2 separate regions of the Mus musculus genome follow, and region 2 is linked to region 1. A link is a contact called in public Hi-C data. All regions are on one chromosome and are shown on one strand. Each heading gives the region's core, a stretch centred on a gene start, on an enhancer-like site or on the middle of the called end of the contact. The rest is flanking DNA. Distances are from core to core; before and after follow the strand shown.

The links. A called contact is a pair of places that touch in the nucleus more often than the background predicts.
Region 2: a Hi-C map of bone marrow-derived macrophages shows a contact between it and region 1, with 33 read pairs. The contact joins two enhancer-like sites. A contact is called at or near these places in 9 of 39 promoter capture datasets (the C10 cell line, the HPC-7 cell line, cranial neural crest and 6 more), 1 of 15 datasets of contacts at CTCF or cohesin (CD8 T cells), 61 of 484 Hi-C or Micro-C datasets (B cells, the C2C12 cell line, CD4 T cells and 33 more), 4 of 115 datasets of contacts at active chromatin or transcription factors (the NIH/3T3 cell line, PVALB interneurons, embryonic fibroblasts and 1 more) and 1 of 9 other capture datasets (pancreatic islet).

What each region holds. Positions count from the first base shown.
Region 1 is chr9:123,175,042-123,180,284 of GRCm38.p6, reverse strand. It overlaps Cdcp1 (CUB domain containing protein 1), which reads left to right. Exons shown (of 9, transcript NM_133974.3): 6 at 1-300; 7 at 2,232-2,597; 8 at 4,466-4,550. Among named protein-coding and RNA genes, the nearest start is that of Gm23323, 15 kb to the right of the region's middle. Within about 2 kb of position 2,729, at least 17 of the 459 cell types and tissues checked have an H3K27ac peak or open chromatin away from gene starts, as enhancers often do. A contact at or near this core is called in bone marrow-derived macrophages, where this site is marked.
Region 2 is chr9:123,448,001-123,453,243 of GRCm38.p6, reverse strand. Lars2 (leucyl-tRNA synthetase, mitochondrial) reads right to left here. Exons shown (of 21, transcript NM_153168.3): 15 at 399-499; 16 at 1-33. Among named protein-coding and RNA genes, the nearest start is that of Gm40586, 14 kb to the left of the region's middle. Within about 2 kb of position 2,858, at least 10 of the 459 cell types and tissues checked have an H3K27ac peak or open chromatin away from gene starts, as enhancers often do. A contact at or near this core is called in bone marrow-derived macrophages, where this site is marked.

The DNA.
Region 1 (5,243 bases), core at 1,480-3,979:
TGCATGACTTCTCCTGGAAGCTACTGGTGCCCAAGGACAAGCTCAGCCTTATGCTGGTGCCAGGCCAGAAGCTGCAGCAGCATACGCAAGAGAGGCCTTGTAACACCAGCTTCGGGTACCACGTGACCAGCACCACCCCTGGCCAGGACCTGTACTTTGGTTCCTTCTGCTCAGGAGGCTCCATCGAGAAGATCCAGGTGAAGCAAAATAGCTCGGTGACACTGAGAGCCTATGCTCCCAGCTTTCAACAAGAAGTCTCCAAGCAAGGCCTGATAGTGTCCTATACACCGTATTTCAAAGGTAAGTGTTCCCTTGCCCATCCACCATTAAACCCTCTAAGCCATTCTTGTTAGACAATCACTGCATCTTGTATAAACCTGCATTAGTTACTTTCCTGTTGTGTGACCAAATACATAAGGAGGAACATCTTAAGGAAGGGTTTTTTGACTCACAGTTTACAAGTACACTCCACCATAATGAAAAAAGTCATAATTTAGAGAGAAAGGATCGTTGTCTGAGTTTGCTCCTCATCAGAAGTGCAGGACATTGGGTCCTAATCCTGACAATTTCATCAACCTCCCATGGAAATTTCCAGTTCTTATAAATTTGAAAAATGTTTCTGACAGTGAGAGGTGTGGCTGGTAGACAGGAAGACAAGTCAGGTTCTAGTCTTTTTGGGAAAGCTGACATGGGTAAAATAAGAAATGACAAACTATTCCCCAGCCCTGCTTTGACAGTTCAGTATACCATGGAGAGCACAGCAGGGGAGGGGGTGGTTACTAGGGAAGAAATAGCAGATGCAAGGGTCCTGTTCTACAAGGCAGAGGCAAGGTCAAGGTCCACAGTGCTCTGAGGTAGAGAATGAAGTCTAAATGGCTCTCTGGGGTCACTTGAATACAGCTGATTGCAAAAGTCAAATCACCATTGCGTGTTGCTCAAGGATGGTGCTGCTACAGTAGAGGTCAGGGATGGTGGTGTTGCATCAGTGGTCAGGGATGGTGGTGTTGCATTAGAGGTCAGGGATGGTGGAGGTACATTAGAGGTCAGGGATGGTGGTGTTGCATTAGAGGTCAGGGATGGTGGAGGTACATTAGAGGTCAGGGATGGTGGTGGTACATTAGAGATCATTTTGAAGTTGGCTGCGACCTTTATTTGAGGCTGATTTTTCAGTGGCATGGTGGGAAAGAAATAAATCTTTGTGATAGATTAAGGTCAATCCAGGTTGACCTGATTGCCATCTTCAAGATTACGAGGGAATCCCCTTTGGGAAGCTTTGAGAATCCAGGGTTATTCTCCTCAGAGAAGAATGTTAGTTCTTATCTCATCTGGAGCATACAGCAGACCTACAGATATGTTGAAAGCCCTTTCAACATTTCAATCCTAGACATCTGCCCAAACCTGCAGCTTTGTTATTGTTGTTGTTGTTGCTCTCTGGGGCAGACATAGATATATCCTACTCCCACAGTAGAGTGGGGCAGGGAGATTGCCGCTTTGGGAATATTTCTGAGAACCCTCATTTGGCAAACTGTTCGGATGTTTGTTTGAAATGAACCTGGACACATAGTCTAATAGAGAGCGGTATCCTTCACTAACTGATACAGTACCCACATGCAATCATGTAAACCAAAATCAGTGTTGAATGAATGAAAAATATGCACTTCTGTTGCATTGGTTTCCATTGGTGAGATAACTTATATGCAGGAGAAGTTTTCTTTGGCTCACAGAATCAGACTGAATGCCATGCTTGGTAGATCCAGCCACTGTTGGGGTCTGTGTTGGAGCAATATATCACAGTAGGAGTGTGTAATGGGAGCGGCTGCTCACCTCATGGTCATCAGAAAGCAAAAAGAGAGTAAAGAACAGGGTCCCAATAGTCCCTTTAAGGGTATTCCCCGGTGACCTAACTTCCATTTGACCTCTCTCCCCTTATAGGTCCTATCACCTCCCAGTAGTACTATGAACTGGTGACTGGACCTGTACTCTACAGCCTTTAGGGGATAGCGTAGATGCTGACTATACTACTTGGCACAGTGAGCACACAAGAAGTGCTCAATAGGTGCACATGAATATTGGCTACCTACTGAACAGTCATAATATAGAACATGTCCATCATAGCAGAAAGTTCTCTTGGATGGCACTGGTGTAGACTATTCAGTATCCCTTACACTCCCTTTTCTCTCCATTTTATTGAGTGATACAGCATTTGTCTGGATCTCTTCCATTTCCTGCAGAGGAAGGCATCTTCACGGTGACCCCAGACACAAAAAACAAGGTCTACCTAAGATCACCCAACTGGGACCGTGGCCTGCCTGCCCTCTCCTCAGTGTCTTGGAACATCAGTGTGCCTAGCAACCAAGTGGCTTGTCTGACCGTCTTGAAAGAGCGTTCTGGCTTGGCCTGCCAGTCAGGGCGTGCATTCATGATCATCCAGGAGCAGCAGTCCCGGGCAGAGGAGATCTTCAGCTTGGAGGAGGAAGTCCTGCCTAAGCCAAGTTTCCACCATCACAGCTTCTGGGTTAACATCTCCAATTGCAGCCCCATGAATGGCAAGCAGCTAGATTTGCTCTTCTGGGTGACTCTTACCCCGAGGACTGTAGGTAAGAACTTTCAGAGTCTCCTGGAGGTGGTGAAGGAAAGAAAAAATTGAGGGGCACTTGAGAGGCAGAGAACAAGCTTTCGAGGCAAGTCAGGAAACAGATTGAGTCATAGCTATCCACACATCAGCTATTGTACAACATTTACTGTTTGCACATTGTCTGGGCAAGTCTGTTCTGAGCTAAGCTTATTGGGTCCACGTATTATTCATCTGCAGGCTGTACAGGTTGATTATGAGACTTTGCTGATCTTGACTATCTATATCCTGACAAAGGTCCCAGCCCAATGACCTGAGACAGTTGTGCTTACTTAACTCTGCCTTGTGCTGAGAAATGCACAAGACACCAAAGGAAGCATAGAAGGAACAAGCAGAACACATCTTCTGCCACATTCTATTGGCTCACGTGGATCCTTCTGCTACAGTTCTTCACTCTTGAACCCCATGATCTATAGGAGTTCTCTTCACTCCTGTGATCTTCATCTGTAGAGTGAGGGGGTGAAAGATCATAGGGAGACAGTAACGAGGATTAAAAAATATGAGAACCTGGGGCTGGAGAGATGGTTCCGCAGTTAGAAGCACTGTCTGCTCTTCCAGAGGTCCTGCGTTCAATTCCCAGCAACCACATGATGGCTCACAGCCATCTGTAATGGGATCTGATGCCCTCTTCTGGTGTGTCTGAAGAGACAATGGTATACTCATATACATAAAATAAATAAATCCTTAAAAAGTATATGAGGACCTGGAGAGAGATGGGGAGAGGGAAATGGGAGGGAGGGAGGGAGGGAGGGAGGGAGGGAGGGAGCAAGGGAGGGGGAGAGGGAGGGGGAGAGAGAGAGAGAGAGAGAGAGAGAGAGAGAGAGAGAGAGAGAGAGAGAGAGAGAGAGAGAGAGCCACTAGGAACTCCCAGCTCTGAAGTTACTACTTGGACCTTCTTCCTCTTCTGCTCTCTTTTTCTGTCACTTATTTCTATGTCCTCTGAATCTCACCCTTTGTTTCTTCGTGAGTCTAGTGTGGTGTTCCCTCTCAGATCTGTGCTCTTTTTCCATTGTGCGGTGTGGGGAAAAAGACAACTCAACCCAGATGAAATGACCTGCTCCTTCACTCCTTCTGCTGTTTGAGTCTCTGCTCTCCCCTCTGCTTTTCCTTCTCTACGACAGCCTGGTGACCAGGGAACACACCCAGTGGAAGCCAGGAGTAGCGAGCGTCCCACCCCTATCTGTTTCATGTATCTAAGTGCTACATACAAACTATTTCAAATTGTATTGGCTTAGACCAGTGGTTCTCAATCTGTGGGTCACAACTCCCGCAAGGATAGCCTATCAGATATCCTGTGCATCAGATATTTATATTATGAATCATAATGGTAGCAAAATTAGTTATGAAGTAGCAACAAAATAATTGTGGTTGGGGGGGTCACAACAATATGAGGAACTATGTTAAAGGTCACAGCATTAGGAAGCTCGAGAACCACTGACTTAGATAGTAACCCTTTTGTTTGCTCGTAACGAAATTCAGACAACACAGTGGTTAATATGCATGTACCAAACAGCTCAAAGGAAATAGTTCCACTGGAGACATAAACCTGGGGCCTTGGCTTTCCCTCTTAGCTCAACTGAGTTTTATACCCAGGGAGATTCTGCATGATTAACATGGGTGGCCTCTAAGAATCAAACTTGTAATAAACTGTCTGACTTCCTCTCCTGGAAAAGTACCAGCTGACAGTTCCTTTAAAGATGAGGCTCAGACCTGACTCAGTCACCTTCAGAGTTTTGTATCAGAAGGGACAAAGCTGGGGACTGTGAACGTATCCAGTTCTTCCTTATGCTAACTCTCTCGTCTCTTCCTTTGCCCTCCCATCTCTGCTCACAGATTTGGCTGTCGTCATTGGTGCAGCAGGAGGTGGAGCTCTGCTGCTGTTTGCCCTGGTACTCATCATCTGCTTCGTGAAAAAGAAGTAAGTGGAGTCTCTCCAGCTGTCTTTAGCTGATTTGATGCCTCCCTTGGATCATACTCGATAGGTGGATGGATGGATGGGTGGATGAATGGATGGATGGATGGATGGATGAGTGCTAGGATTACAGGCATGTCTCCATATCTAGCTTATTCTTATCAATGATGTTGGGGTTTTTTGCTTCCCAGTTCCCCACAAAGATCAATGTTAAATATTCTTACCAAGGCTACATTACAATTTCACAGGGTGGAGAGGCACACCTGGGGAACACACACATGCTCGAGCACACGCGTGCGCGCGTGCACGCACACACACTCTCGAGCACACACTCACACACGCGCATGCACGCATGCAGTGACATCCTGGCCCCAGCACAAGTCTCCAGTGTTTGCTTTTGAAGCTGGTAGCAGGAGTGATTTTAGCAGGAACCACTCCCACTGCTACCTGGAGAAAACACAAGCCTTTTGCCCTGGCTTGTTCTCCTTTGGTTTGGTTTGTGCTTATCTGTGGGACTGCAAGCCAAAAGGTGGCCCTAGAGCTAAGAGGAAACAGGGCCTGATTAACAGCAGCTTCAACTACTTGAAAGGTAAATGACTTTTTAAATAAAATCTACTTTGATGTCAGACTTCAGAGTTTAGCTGTCATGCCTCATTCTCCAAACTGTTTCAGATTAACCTGAGACTTACCAGCACAGGC
Region 2 (5,243 bases), core at 1,609-4,108, 270 kb before region 1:
TCTCTTTTGTTTTTGCACAAACAGGAGCAGGACCTAGATGCCAAAAGAGTATTCAAGAACAAGACATGATGGGCAGGGTAGAAATTCCATATTTTGAACTTTGCTTCGAGGCCTGTGGGCAAAGATCCTGGAAGACTCCGCGCTCTGAGTCTGAGGCTCTCTCTAGCAATGGGCTGTCAAACAAAGCTAGACAAGGTAGAGATGTCCAAGCAAACACTCTGTTACACAGGATGGGGCTGGGTATCAGGGTATAACCAGTCCCAAGAACAGCCTGCAGAGGCCTTACCAGGATCTTAGACTTTACACCCAGGTGGGGTCCAATAGCAGATACTAAAAGCTTCCTAAGAGCTTCTAGACCTTCGTTCTTACCTGTCCGAGCCAGATTGGGCCCTCCTTACCTGTGAAATCTATATCCTCCTTCTTCAGACACTGTCCAGATGGAAGGCGGAATGTCTGTCCCTTAATGAGGCCTTGGGCCAGTAGTTTATGGAAAGGTTCCCTGAGGAAAGATCACAGGGAAAAAAGAGAGGGGGAGATGGAGCAGCCAGGACTCAAGGCATCCAGAAATCATCACTATGGACCACACCTTAGAACAGGATCCTGGGATATGGTGTTAACATTAAGTCAGAGCAGCAGCCAGGTCCACTTTGCACTGAGCTGAGGTGGAGAGAGCACAGGCCTCAGATCTGGAAGGCCTGGATCTCACCAACTTCTACCTGAGCCACAAAAGCCACTTCCTTGCTCTGGGAGTCCAGTTTGCCAACCTATAAGATGGGAGGAAGAAAAACTTGCCAAGTTATGGATGGGAAGATGGGTTCAAGTGACTGCATGAAAACAGAGCCCGTGTCAGCTGCCCATCAGGCACAGCACAGAGGGGCCAAGAGGGAGTACTGAAGGCTGTCCTTGTGAAGGGTGCTTACTATTTCCCTTAACACAGGACCTGCTTAGACTGTCTTAAAGTTTTAAATCTAATGAGTTGGACAGGAATGGGTCATTTCTGTTAAAATCAAAGGATTATCTACCTGTTCTTCCTAGCCTATTACACTCTAAGGAGACAGCTACCAACAGCTGGTGTGTGTGTTAGTTGCATATCACGTGTGGTGGTTTGATCAGGTTTGGTTCCCATAGACTCATGTGTTTAAATGCTTGGCCCATAGGGATTGGCACTATTAGGAGGTGTGGCCTTGTTGGAGTAGGTGTGGTTTTGTTGGAGGAAGGATAACACTGCGGGGGTAGGGCTTTGTGGTCTTATATTTGCTCAAGCTTCACCCAGTGTAGAATTCCAGTCCCCCTTTGCTGCCTTCAGATCAAGATATAGAACTCCCAGCTACTCCAGCAGCATGTCTGCCTGCACACTGCTATACTTCCTGTCACACTGATAATAGACTGAACTTCTGAACCTATAAGCCAGCCCCAGTTAAATGTTTCATGTGTAAGAGTCGTCTTGGTCAGGGTGTCTCTTCACAGCAATAAAACCCTAAGACACCATGAGAAAACAACATGACCAAGGCAACTTATAAACAAAAGGATTTAACTTGGGGCTCATGATTGAAGAGGGTTAGAGTTCTTGACCATCACAGTGGGGAAGCATAGCAGCAGGCATAGTAGGTCCTCCAGAAGAGAAGCCAGTGAACATAACTGCTGAGCCATCCATTGTTCCAGCCTGTGCTCCAATAAACTTCCCCCAATCCCTCTGACAATGTCTCGCTCTGAAGCCTTGGCTGGACTGGAACTCTCTATGTAGATTAAACTCGGAAATCTACCTACCTCTGTACCCTGGGTGCTGAGATTAAAGGCATGCACCACCACAGTCACTACAATGGTTTATTCTTAAGAAACACTCAAATTCTTTACCCTATATTATTTTATTTTCGAAGAATCTGCCTGATTCACTTGATGCATTTCAGCAAGTAATTCCAGACACCATCCTATGCAAGTATTTCATGTTGCTCTGGACAACTAGAGATTCGTTCAGTTATACTGCCATGGCAGACCTTCCAACATCCTAGCTCTGGGGTGCAACGTCACTGACATGGGGTTGGGGGGGAGGGGTGGGCAGGTATTGGGAGCTTCTACTCAGGGAATCAGAAAACCAGAAACCTAACCACAAGTTATAAACCAGAATAGTCTTGCAGGCTAATCCCAGAAGATCCTTACTTCATGTTCAAGGTTATCTGATTTAGGCGAGTACTGGCCCAAGTGGCCCCTGCCCAACAGCTATGGGTAGGTAGTAACAAGGAGGAAGACATTTTCTAGTAGATTCAAGAGAGCAGATGGGGCAGACAAGAGAGTGAGAGAGATGAGGGCCAGGAATATTTCTGATTTTTGTGTATATCAGTCCCATGCTGCACCATAATTTCCTCAGGGTCCAGGTGCTAAGTACATGTTCTGCCTGAGATGCATCCCACCGTCCTGTTCTAAGGGCTTTTAGTGAGTATGTATGTATTTGTGTGTGTGCACACGTGCATGTAACACATGCATAGGAGTAGATGGAAACAGTGGTGGGAGACTGGAGAGATGGCTCAGTGGTCAAGAGCAGCGGCTGCTTTCCAGAGGTTCTGAGTTGAATTCCCAGCACCCACATGGCAGCTCCCAACCATCTATAATGGGATCTGATGCTGCCTTCTGGTATACAGCTATGCATGCAGACAAAGTTCTAAAACAAGTAAATAAAGTAAAATAAGTAAATAAATCTTTATAAAAAAGAAGCAATGGTGAGAGATAGGGCACATTTACAAAGGTGGAAAAAATCAAGTACTGTTAACATTCAAAAAGAAACGCTGTTATTTATTATCTATCATTGGGGTTTTGTTTGGTTTTGTTTTTTATATAATCAAGTGACCCACCACTGCCACCTTCTGGGGATGTGTAGAATTGCAACTTGCCAGCCAGACCCTAGAACTGTACTCTAGCTTTTAAATCTCCCTCTCTCCCTTTCCCTTCTTTCTCTGTCTCTGTCACTGTCTCTCTCTCTCCCTGTCTCTCCCCCCTCCCTTTCCATCTGTCTTTCCTTCTTCCCTCTCTCCCCCTTTCTTCTTCCCTTTCCCTCTCCCCGTCCTCTCCCTTTCTCTTTTCCTCCCTCTCTCCTCTCTTCTTCCCTCTCCCTCCTCTTCCTCTCACTGTCTCTATTTCCACCTCCTCTCTCCTTCCTATGTTCAAAGAAAACTGTCAAATGACATTTAACAGTCACACTGAGAAGTACACTAGTTCTGGGGTAGGTACACCTTGATGAATCTTCATGACAGACACCTGTGTAAACACAGACACGCAAACAGCACCTAGCATGCCGACCCACTTCCCCCAGGCACTCTGTCTCCTCTGCCACCTGACTAGTTTGACTACTACCAGAATCACTTACTTTTTTATTTCAAAATTACTTCAAACAGTTTCTGAGTGAGGGCCCAAGGCTGTCCACACTGGTCCTTTTCCCACAATTGGCAGGTCTCCTGTAGAACAGCTGCACCAGGACTAAGACTCTGATAATGAATGTGTCTCAATCTCTGAAATTTATGCTACTAGATCCATCTAGACCCCAGCTTCTCCAAGTTACAGCCCAGCAGGCACTGTCTCAGACAGATGATTTAGTATAGGGATGATAAAACTTGGCATGGGAAAAGGGGTAGGAGCTGGAGAGATGGCTCAGTAATTAAGAGCACTGGTTGTCCCAGTGATTGCCAGCACCTATAAGACATCTTACTGTCTTTAACCCCAGTTCCAGGGATCCAATGCCTTCTTCTGGACCCTGGGGCACTGTACATATGTGGTGAACAGACATGCACACAGGCAAAACACCCACATAAGTAGAATGTTTTTAAAATTGCATGAGTTCCAGTGGCCTGGCTATGGTCCCCCAGGCTCCCCTGAGCCTCAGCAGCACTTCATTTCTGCAGACTTCTCTGAGCCAATGTGATTCTCCTAGAAAGGCAGATGTGGTCTACTAAGAATGAGAATGAGAGACTCTTGCATCCCAGTACTGTCTTCCAAGAGCAGGAGGGTGGCCCAGATTCTCCTGACCCCTTCAATTGCACCTTGGAGGCAGATTTTTTTTTTTTTTTTTATCAACAGTGAAATATAACCTGTGTAAGCAGGAAGACAAGTGCTGGAATCTTCACCGTTTCTAGGTTAGTCCAGGTTCCTCCTCTGTCCTACCTTTAAAGGGTGGAAAGAAGGAAGAGAGCAAGCAAGCTCAGGATATTCTAAGCATAGATTGACAGGTTACTTTTAGTGTTATTTATAATGAATACTGAAGCCCTGGACAGACAGCTGCCCACTCCTCTGACTGCACCAGGTGGCTGCTGATGCAGAACCAAGAAACCAAGTTGAGGCCTGCCCTCACCCAAAATTACCAGGATCCTCCCTGGGTCTCCTTTTTGCAGACTATATTCTGTAAATGGCTGCTTTTTAAAATTATTATGTAATCACTGCCAAAGTCTGGCTGGGTGTGGTGGTGCACACCATAAATAATCCCATGGCTGGCTGTGGTGGTGCACACTATAAATAATCCCAACACTGAGGGAGGAAGAACAAGAGTTCTAGGCTGGTCTGGGCCAGGTGGTGAGTACAGAAAAAAGGAAAACACATAAAATTACCATGAGACCATGACAGTAAAAGGACACAACCCACAACCAGCAAATCTGTTTTCACAGATACAAAATGCAAAATGGACTGAGTAGCAGATCCTGAACCACAAGCATTTTAACTAATTATCTGATGGGCCCAGTGATATCAATTTTTAGTGTTCTGATGCAGAAATGTTGTTCTCATACATCAAAGTCTCTGGGGGTAAGAAGCAGAAGGCCAGTTTCAGGACTCAGTTGCACCCAGCATGGTTTTCATACAGTAGAGTTCTAACCAGAGCTGGCAGAGTGGATAAGGGTGGAGCCTCCAGCACCCTCATTCTAACGAAGCTAAATCTCTGTCTGCTTTATGGAGAATCTGAAGGTTATAGACGTAGTTTTAGGTTGAGACAGGGCCAATCCTACTACCTTTGCCCTCTGAGTAGTGGGATTCCAGGCATGTACAAAAGTCAAACATTCTTATCTATCAAACCATTTAAAATAGGGCAGGCAAGATGACTAAGTGCCTGAAGATGCTCGAGGACCTCAGTTCAATCCCCGGGACCTACATGGTGGGAGGAGAGAACTGACACTGCAAGTTGTCTTCTGAACCCCAAAGAAAACAGACAAGCACAGGCCCACCCTCGTGCACACACACATAAACTAATACCTTCTCACTATGCAGCT